2 separate regions of the Sus scrofa genome follow, and region 2 is linked to region 1. Evidence: chromatin contacts called from public promoter capture Hi-C data. All regions are on one chromosome and are shown on one strand. Each heading gives the region's core, a stretch centred on a gene start, on an enhancer-like site or on the middle of the called end of the contact. The rest is flanking DNA. Distances are from core to core; before and after follow the strand shown.

The links. Promoter capture Hi-C pulls out the DNA fragments that hold promoters and counts their contacts.
Region 2: a promoter capture Hi-C map of fetal skeletal muscle shows a contact between it and region 1, with 14 times the contacts expected there. The contact joins the promoter of FAT4 here to the promoter of INTU in region 1. A contact is called at or near these places in 1 of 5 promoter capture datasets (fetal skeletal muscle) and 1 of 2 datasets of contacts at active chromatin or transcription factors (skeletal muscle).

What each region holds. Positions count from the first base shown.
Region 1 is chr8:97,200,723-97,206,027 of Sscrofa11.1, reverse strand. It overlaps INTU (protein inturned), which reads left to right and starts at 1,369. Exons shown (of 17, transcript XM_005666876.3): 1 at 1,369-1,589. The coding sequence starts at 1,456.
Region 2 is chr8:99,310,475-99,315,720 of Sscrofa11.1, reverse strand. It overlaps FAT4 (protocadherin Fat 4), which reads left to right and starts at 3,590. Exons shown (of 22, transcript XM_021101611.1): 1 at 3,590-5,246. The coding sequence starts at 5,202. All of the region lies in intron 1 of LOC106504728 (a long non-coding RNA gene), which reads right to left.

The sequences.
Region 1 (5,305 bases), core at 120-2,619:
CCCATCACCTATCTATTGAGATCATAAAATAATATTGTATCCTTTTTTTAACCTGCTATAATTGGAACATTTCCCCATGCATTTCTCTTCGAAAACATTTCTATTAACATAATATTAATCATATTTTATAGAGAGAGGTGTATTTAACTTTCCTATTGTTAAACATTTTGTTTTCAGCTTTTCAGTTGTACACATTTTATAAATTTTATTTTCATCCTTTATTTTTCTTATAATAGATCTCTAATTGAAATACTGAGTTCTGAGAAGGAAATATAATCTAGGGGTGAATGACTTCAGTTCTTGGGTGACTTTGTTGCCTGTTAGCCATGTGACCATTAACAAGATTACCTCTCTAAGCTTCAATTTCCTTATTTTAGTATAGTGATATATATATATATTCATACACATGTGAATAGAACAAGTAATGAAGGCAATGGCTGAATCTCAGTAAATGCTTTATTTTCTACTTACAAAAAATATTTGGGGAGTTCCTGTTGTGGTTCAGGGGGTTAAGAACCCCACATAGTATCCATGAGGATGCAGGTTTGATCCCTGGCCTCATGCGGTGGGTTGAAGATCCTATATGGTGCAAGCTGCGGTGTAGGTCACAGATGCAGCTTGGATCTGGTGTTGGTGTTTCTATGGTGTAGGCCGGTGGCTGCAGCTCTCATTCCACCTCTAGCCTGGGGGAACTTCGATATGCCGTGGGTGTGGCCCTTAAAAAAGTTAAATATATATATATATATACACACACACATACACACACACATATATACATACATGTATTTATATTTTTGATGTAGGTATTTGCAAATGACAAGAAAAATTTATCTGTTTACACTTCCAACTTCAAAGATGAGAAAACTTAAATTATAAAATTTTGAGTTAGAAAATGAACACGCAGTTTTTTCACATTATTGGCACCAATTTGAAGCTCCTTTCTACAATATCTGCTTGGTAGAACTGTGAAAACCAAGGAAACATATCTAGACCTTGAAGACATTGCTTAAAAGCGTCCTTTCCTTGAGGGGATGGAGTTTACCTCAGAAAAAAAACCCAGGCAGAGAGCCTCAAAGGTTTTGGATAGCTGTTTGGCGTAGAAACAAAGAGCAAACTGCAAGAAAAAGAAAAAATACCGGTGGGCCTTCGCCTGTTTTAATACGTTAGGCTGCTCTAAAGGAGTCTGTTTAGGAGAGCGTAAGCGCTTAAGCTTTAGCTTCTATTCCTCTCAGACTCCCTCCTAGAAATTTCAGTTCTTTGGCTCCTTTCAGTCTTTTGCTTCTCTCTGAGAAGCTTCGCCGTCTCCCTGGCAACCTGAGCTGTTACCAATTGCAGCTGAGGATTGGTAATCACGTGGCCTCCGCCCTTCCCCAGCGGAGGCAACATGGCTGCCCCGGTGAGCTATGGCTGTGAGGTCTGAACTTAACGCATTTGTTAACTGCTGTGTGCCTGGTGATGGCGTTGTGCGGTTCGCGTCAGAGCCCGGAGGAGCTCCCTGCAGAACCCCCTTCACAAAAAGATGAGGATTGTGATTCTGAAGATCGGGTCAGCGACTCGGAATCTTACTCCTCTACGAGTTCCGATTATAAGTAAGGTTCTTGGAGAGGGACAATTAAATCCATCCCTTCTGTCCGGAGATTGTACACGTGGGCTGGGGGGAAGACTTGACGAGTGTTGGCGTGGTAGAGAGTGAGTGTTTGAGGTTTTGTTTTGTTTTTCAAATGGGGTTTATTTGCACCACCTTTCAGTCGTGTGATAAAGTGTGCCGAAATGACTGTACCATTCTTTGTTACTGTAGGTTTTTGTGACTCTCAGAGGTTGAGGCTCTCTTTGTAGTGGGTTCTGTATTATATGAGTGTACCTGTTAGAGTGTTTATAAATTCTATTCTGTCGCAGTGTCTTCTTGCTTCTTTGGTGTCACGATCTTTGTGACTTTAACCTCATTAGTATTTAGAGTGAAGGGACACTCCACTTTTTAGAAGTCTGCTATTTAAATTATGTAGATTTTTTCACTGTTATGAAAATTAATAGATATGTAAATGAAAGAAAATGCACCCTAGTCTCACCATCAAGGACAAACTCTCCCAGCAGTGTATATTTCTGCTATATTTTCCTATACATCCTCATAATTTTGTTTTATATTTTATGTCATGTGTAATTTTTAAATTCAGAACATCTGTTATTTTCTACTTAAAACAATGAAAAAGTTATTTTTATTCACAGTACCCAATGCTGTTGCAGTTTCGAAGGCATTTATCCCTTACTGCTATGGATTAAGAACTTTTGAAAAAGTCAAAGTAATGGTAGTGGTTGCTTAAAAATGGCTAGCAGTGAAAAAGTTCTTTAGTCAAAATATCAATGACTGCCATATATAGTCATTTTTAGGATGGCATTTTTTGTATATTTAGGAATAACAGTTACAGTTATTTAATGTGTATTTAGAAGTATATTAGTTATTTGGCGGTTATTTTCACACATAGGTATGCAAAACATTTTTATCATCTTTAAAAGCATGGAGGGAAAACCATCATTAATGGTTGCTTAAATATACTCACAAGGCTTTTTTTTTTTTTTTTTTGCTTTTTAGGGTCACACCGGCAGCATATGGAGGTTCCTAGGCTAGGAGTCTAATCGGAGCTACAGCTGCCAGCTTAGGCAACAGACATAGCAGGATCGGAGCCGAGTCTGCAATCTACACCACAGCTCACTGCAAGTGGGATCCTTAACCCTCTGAGTGAGGCCAGGGATTGAACCCGAAACCTCATGGTTCCTAGTTGGATTCATTTCTGCTCTGCCACGATAGGAACTCCTACTCTCAAGACTTAATGAGGACAGATTGTATTGTGGAAGACTTGAACAAATTTAAGGATATGAAATATCCTTCTACTGTAGTCATTTAAAAAATAATGGCAAAATTCATGGTTATCAAGCAAGGATGTTGGAAGTGTGGATTATATGAAACCTTGTTTGTTCTTGCTATGGGAGTCATAGACAGTGTGAGACTCAAACTCTTGGTTTCTCTACATCTTATAATCACACATTTTTAGCCCAAAGAGAATCTGTAATTACCTCACAGTCACAAAATTGAGTGTTGTCAGTGTAGGAATTTAAGAGACTAGGTTTTAAATGGGATGTGCTGATTTTGGTGAATGAAGATAAATGAGCAAGCTGAGGACCTTGTGTTACAAAACTTATTTCAAAGCATTTTGTGATTCAGAATACATGTATGTGGAGTTCCCATCGTAGCTCAGCAGAAACAAATCTGACTACTATCTATGAGGACGCAGGTTTGATCCCTGGCCTCGCGCAGTGGGTTAAGGATCTGATATTGTCATGAGTGGTGGTATAGGTTGCGGACACAGCTCGGATCTGGTGTTGCTGTGGCTGTGTTGTAGGCTGGCAGCTACAGCTCCAATTCTACCCCTGGACTGGGAACCTCCATATTCTGCAGGCGTGGCCCTAAAAGAAAAAAAAAAAAAAAAGAATACATGAATATATGTATTATATTTTAGTTTTTTACAAAATGGTCATTAGGAGTTCCTGTTGTGGCTCAACAGGTTAAGAACCATATATAGTGTCAGTGAGGATGCAGGTTCCATCCCTGGCCTCGCTCTTAAGGATCTTGAGTTGCAGCAAGCTGTGGTGTAGGGCACAGATGTGGACTCAGATCTGTTGTTGCTGTGACTGTGGTGTAGGCCAGCAGCTGCAGCTCTGATTCAGCACCTAGCCCAGGAATTTACATGTGCCACAGGTACAGCCTTAAAAAGGAAAAAAGAAGGTCATTAAACTTTTTATATCAGTCATTCACTGATCACACCATATGTTCCAGTTTCATTACCCTCCTAATAGTAAAGGTGCAGTAAATCTCTTATAAAATGTTTCTCTGGTGTGTATTTCATTTCCTACCAAGATTCAGATTTTATGACTGTTGATTCTTGATGTGTAAGATTTGAGAGCAGTTATGCTGACCTGACCAGGTAGGCTTCTGTTCTGTTCTTTCCTTATGATATTTACCTTCCTAAGCTGCAGAGTTGCCAATATAAGAGTGGCCTTCCTAGCTTGGACAGGTCACTGGAACAGGTGGATCAATTGTATAAGGATGTGAACCTAATCTCTTTCATAAAAGCTGAGAGATAGGAATTACCTCTTGTCCTTCATTGCCTATGTAGAGGTTATTAAGGAGGCTATGCTACTTAGTGATTCACATAAAGTATCTTGAAGTTTCTAGTTAGTTAACTTCTGCATATTCCTTCTGGAAATTATCATTGTTCCTTGCATGCTTTATAACTGAAAACCAGTTTGAGCTGCAAATGATTGCCAATAGAGAATTAATGAGTTTATCATTTCTTAGATAAAATTTCTTTAGGGTACATTCTGGTGTAGTACTTTTCATAGGTTTGTTTAAGACTTATGATTTAAGAGGAAAATGTTAGATTAGTGCACTACATCTTAACTTGGCATATTGGCAAGTCCCTGAGGAAGCTTCAGAGGTAATATTGATGGGTGGGTTAGGTTAAAGAAAACATTGACTAGTTTCAGCATTGAAATAACAGAAATTATACATTTACCTGCAATAATGCCATTGGTTTACATTTATCCAAGTCATTGAAGTGACATTAGATTGTGTTGGCCAGAGTTATCAATTTTATGACTTAGATTTTTGATTTTTCCAAGTGAATTGTTTGTTTTAACGATAGTTTTAAAGATAGAAAAAAAAGATACCTAAAAGAATTTAGCTGTAAAAAGCTGAGGAACTTCCACTGAAATAAGAAGGATGGCTGGAAAAGAAGGGAAATATGTCCTTTACATTTTTTTCTGGGATTTTTAAAACATCTCTATTGAAGTGTAATTGACATACAGTAAACTGTATTTAAAGTGTACAGTTTGCAGAGTTTCCATTGTTGTGTCAAGGCGCTGCGGAAACGAATCCGACTAGGAACCATGAGGTTATGGGTTCGATCCCTGGCCTTGCTCAGTGGATTAAGGATCTGGCGTTGCCGTTAGCTGTGGTGTGGGTTGCAGGGTGGTTTGGATGCCGAGTTGCTGTGGCTGTGGCGCAGGTCGGCAGCTGTAGCTCCGATTTGACCCCTAGCCTGGGAACCTCCACATGCCGCTAGTGCAGCCCTTAAAAAAAAGCAAAAAAAAAAAAAATTAAAATTAAATTAAATAAAGTGTACAGTTTAAGTTTCGACATGTATACGTCTGTCATAATAATGAACATTTCCATCTCATCCAAAGGTTTCCCCATGTCTCTCCTTAATACTACTCAGCTTGTCTCACTCCTTACAACCACTTTATCACCTTT
Region 2 (5,246 bases), core at 2,341-4,840, 2.1 Mb before region 1:
GAAGAAGGGGAAAGAAAAGGGAAAAAACAGGGCGAGATAGAAGAGGAAAGGAAGAAGGGAGAAGCAAAGGAAGAAGGGAGGGCAAGAGAGGGGAGTAGAATCCTTTTCTGCTAACAAAGTTGCTAACATGCTATTAATTGTAGAGTATGATTTACCCTAACTTCTTCACCTAGGCTCTAAAACATGAAAAAAGAAGTATTTTCAAACATTTAGTGAAGTAATGATGGTCCTTATATACAGATCAGGACAACAAATTGTTACAAAAGCTATTTGTTTTAATGTATACTCTAGAGTTCACATGTCTAGTTTATTTCACACTTGGATACAAAAAATACATAATTTTCCTTTACAGTCTACTAAAATAGATGAATATCTTCTCTCTTAGAAGCATATAATTTCAGGTTTATTGAAAGCTTTCAGTAAGTGATCTTTTTCTTAAAATAATCGAGGTTTTGATGGAAAAGCGAAAATAAACTTTGTTCTCTCAAACATACAATTTCTGTATGTTTTTACTTTTATTTTGTTGGGGGCATCTTTACTTTTTACCATGCATTGTCTTACTACAATTTCTGAAATCCAAGAGAGGTAAACTGAATACAATAAAGATTGCATTATTTGTCTTTTATTAAAATCATTTTCTGTTCATTCCTTAAATTGTGTACACAGATTGTAATTTTATGTGTAGATTTTATTTTTAAGTGTTACTTTAATGTAGTTATTATGGAAGGCTTTCATTTATTTAAAAAACCATGTCATTGTCTAAATCATTTTGATAGTCCTTTTGCAGAACTGTTCAAAAAGTTATTTCATGTACCAAATATATACACTTTTTGCAATACTTTGTCGTATCTTGTTTTTAAAAATTAATATATATTATACTTCTCACTCCACAGAATGAATGATTTTCACCTGTTTTCCCAAATTAAATGCACTCAATACGAATTTAATACTATTTAGACTAAGTATGACTATAATCTCACAGGCTCTCCAAACAAACAATAAAACAGAAAAAAAAAAGTACCCAATAGCCTACAAGTATCTAAATGTTTTCCTTCTATACTGTCTTACCTTAAGGACTGAACTGTGGTACATTAGTAAACAACAGCAACAGACAAGCAAGAAAATCCTAATATTCTCTTAAAACCACATATCATAGCCATTGCTTGTAAAACTGTTGGTTCCACTTTAGTTAAGCTACAAATCTTTGTGGGCTAAAAATACACCCAAATAATGTATTAAGATTGTGATTTATTGGCAGATATATGAGTTTTGAGAAAAGGCTTTAAAATGTCTCTCTTTTAAGAGCCTCCAATGCTTTCACAAGTTTTCAAGCTCTAAAAATACAAAAATGGTGAAACCTAATTTTCTTGCCTGTTTCCAAATCATCATATATTCGGAATACAACAACATATATAGTAGAGGAAAATGCAGAAGTGAATGCCCTAACCTAAACAAAGGAATTGGTGACAGCATTTTTAGAATTCATGTTTCCACCCACCAATTTTGTGTTACAGGCCATCTGCACCAGAGGACTTGAATTTGCTGTCTGGCCTACTAAAACTGACCAAGCACTTAAACGGTCTGAACCTAGCCAGAACACAGATTGGGACTTGAACCCACATGCCTGGACTCAAACCCAGCCTAAAGCCAGATTGGAACTTAAACCCACAGTTTTAAATTTGAGTTACTTACCCTGCGTTTGGACTCACCAAGTCTCAGGTTCTTTATGCCTCCACACAGAAGGAATTCAGCAAGAGACAAAGTGATAGGTGAGAAGCAGATTTATTAGGATAGGATGTTAGTAAGAGATGCAAGCAGGCAGGCAAGGAAGCTCTTCGAGGAGCTGGTGGGCCACAGTTTTATCATCCTAAGGGAGTGGGGGTTGGAAAGGCCTGCCTTTTCATTTCCGGGAGTAGTAGCTCTTCCTTGGTACCAGGTAAGGTGGTGTATTCAAATCAGCTGAAGGTGATCTTTACATTTTTGCCCTAGGTCTGACTCTGAATGCAGGCCTCAACCTTTCCCCCACCTAATGACCTGAGGCAATGCTTGCACCTCCACTAGTTAAGCAAGCCTGCCTTATTTTGATGGTTTTCTTTAATTTACAATGGGCTCCCAATATCTCCCAGGTTTCCCTCTTTATCTATGATCCCCTATTAGGATTTCTATAACCACCTGTGCCTACTCTAGCCCTATCACTATTGCTTAATTAATTATTATTATTTTTTTTTACTGTAAGGAAAGAAGGGTAATAGGAGACTCCTAAAGACCTTTTCTACCTTTGCTACTATCCCTGGGCAAGAAGGAGGAATTATCCTTGTAACCAGATCCTTCTAGTCTCTGCATTTAATTTTAAGCAAGAAAGTGGACAACTAAAAAGCTGTAAGATTGATGGAAAACAGCAGAGGGCAGTATTTACTCATCGCTGAATCATCTCTGGTATCAGAAAAGTTTTAAACTTGGAGGGGTCATTGTGGCGAAAAGTAAAACACACGCCCTATATTTACATTACTTGCCTTAAATTCTTATTTTCTAAATGGTTTCCCTTAAAGGATAAATAATACCTGATTTCTAGTCACTTTTTTCTTTCTTTGAAGAGCCGAATTGTACCACAAAGATTAGCTTCAGTAAATATCAGGGAAATTAATCTGAGTGCCTTGCATGGCAAGTGGCTATTTTTAATATTTCACTCTATTCATTTCTATTTTTCTCATATATACCCTTTCTCAAGACAAAAACAAAAAACAAACAAAAAAAACAAAACAAAAAGAAACAAAACTTCATCAGGATTCCATTGGTTATAAAATGTCTGGGAGGAAATACTCCAACAGAGATCAAAATTCCAAACTTTGCAATAGGAAAAGATCTCCATCTTTCCAATGGGCTACCATTGTTATTGTTGAAACTCTAAGGTTTGGCTACTGGCACCTGGGATCCATTTGGGAAGGGAAACAAAACAAACAGAGTTCCCTTGGCTTTTCCTACAGGAAATCCAAAGTGCAGTCAGTACCTAGGCCTTGGTGTCCTAGTCACCTGACAGTGGGGGAGGGACAAATGGGGACAGGTTCAGGGTTGATCTCAACCTGGGCTGCAGTTAGCTCGCTCTGTAGACAGAGGAGGCATGAGGAAGATTTGGTTTGGATTCTGTCGGGTTGTATTGTAGAGCAGCTCCCTCCTCTCCCATCGCAAGAGAAGGGGCAGGAAACGGTTAAAGCAAATCTGCGCTTTGCATTCCCAGACAGGCTTTGCTTAATCCTTCCTCCCGCTCTAACAGACCCTCACCCCCCGCCTTTCTTTTATTTCTCTCGACCCCCTTACCCCTGAGTTATTACTAGCATAACAATCTAACGGTCTTCTCCCAGACCCCGCCACTAAAGTTATTTATCTGCAAACCTGACCCCACCCCCATCTATTCTGCGGCAGCCTTTTGCTGTTATTGCTGTAACGCCGGCCAAGATTTGACCAAAAAAAAAAAAAAAAAAAAAAAAAAAAAAAAAAAAGAAAAAGAAAAAATCACCCCCCTTCCCAGCGCCTCCTACTCGCAGATCTCCCACACCCGACAGCCTACAGTCCTCCAGGAGGCTGGAGTGATTAGCATCCGGAGAAGCCAGTCGGAGGCCGAAAAAGTCCGAGAGCGCTGGCGGTAGGAGTGCCAGGCGGGGCTGCTTTAGCTCCGGCCCAATGGGGATGGGGCGAGGGAGGGGCAGTAGGTGACAGCACCCGGAGTTAGGGGGAGTCCGGCGAACTAAAGTGCGGGGATCAATGAGTGGCGAGCAAAGTTTCTGTGTCTTGCTCTAGCTCGCGGTCTTCCCTCCCCCTCTGTTTGTGTTTCGGCGACGCGCTGTGTGTGTGTGTGTGTGTGCGTGTGTGTGTCTGCGCGCGCGCGTGCGGCGGGGAAGGGGCGGGGAGAGTGTGGGGGACCAGCCGGAGGTTGAGAGGGGCTCAAGGAGCTCCAGCTCCACAGCGGTACTAGCTTCAGCCGGGGCAGGCAAGAGGGAGAGCGCTGACAGCCGCCGTCCGAAGCTGCTGCGGGCGCTGCCACAGCCCAGAGCGGATTTCCCCGCCTACACAGCCACGGGTGAAGGAGAAAGGGGGACCAACCACCACCCCCGCCCCAAACAAAAAGCCTTGTGGATTACAAAGTGAAACTGACACAGGACAATAAAGGGAAAGGGCACGAGGTCAGGGGCGAGGCGCACTAGAGAGGGCTTCTGACTGGGGCCGCCGGAGAAGGATCCCCCTGGCATGGTTAGGGGAGGGGACTCGGGGACAGAGCGCTGCTCCTGTCCGACCCTGGCGAGGCCGAGAAGAAAGAGGGACCTGCGCTCGATTTGGATGTACAAATAATGGGTCGGCAGGCGTCCTGGCAGAGGTAAAAAAAATTAAAAATGCCGAATAGCGCTGGATTTTGCCTGCGCCTGACTACGGGCTCGAAGCCGCAGCAGGGGCGGCGGCGCCGGCTGGAGGAGAAGGGACAGAGCTGAGCGCTCCGGGATACCGGAGCCCCAGCGCCGCTGTGAGCGCTTGGAAGGCAGTTTTCTAGCTGCCCGCGCTCAGACCCCGAAGCCTGGGCCTCAGCGGCCACTTCTGCAGCCCTGTTGGAGGGGCGTTGCAGCCTTGTTCTTGAGGAGAGGGGATTCGAGGAAATCCCTCGTCTCCAGATTTTGGGAAAGGAATTCGAGAATCTCCCGGCTCCTCATCGACCCCTCCCCCGTGAGCAATTGTTCTTTCCACACACCGCTACGGACGTTTGTCCTTCCCTCTTCAGTTTCTTCGCTGTGGTAAGTTCTAAAGTTTCTGAGGACAATTGTTTGCAACTTCATTCCTCATTAACCTCAATCTCTCCCAACTCACATCCACCTGGGCGAAAACGCTGACTCTCCCGGATTCGAAAACAAAGTGAAGGGGGAAAATAGAGAAGGTTTGAGAAACTTTTCTGGGAACTCATCAACGCACAGGAGTGTCCGAGGAATGCCTGCCGCTTTCCCCCAAGGCATCTCTCTCGCACTAAGCATCCAAATGGCTACCTTGATCCTTTTGCTGATGCGACTTGCTTCTGTTGGGCAGGAGATTCTTTGAAATAGCAGAGCTCTCCAAGCCATCGGCTGCATGTTTGCTGGGGCTACTTAATCCCCGTCATCGTCATCACTTTTTTGCCTCACCTCTTCCTTCTCTATATCACACTGTTCCAGGGAGCCAGGAACATGGACTTGGCAGCAGACAGGGCTCCTGGCCGCCCGTGGCTCCCG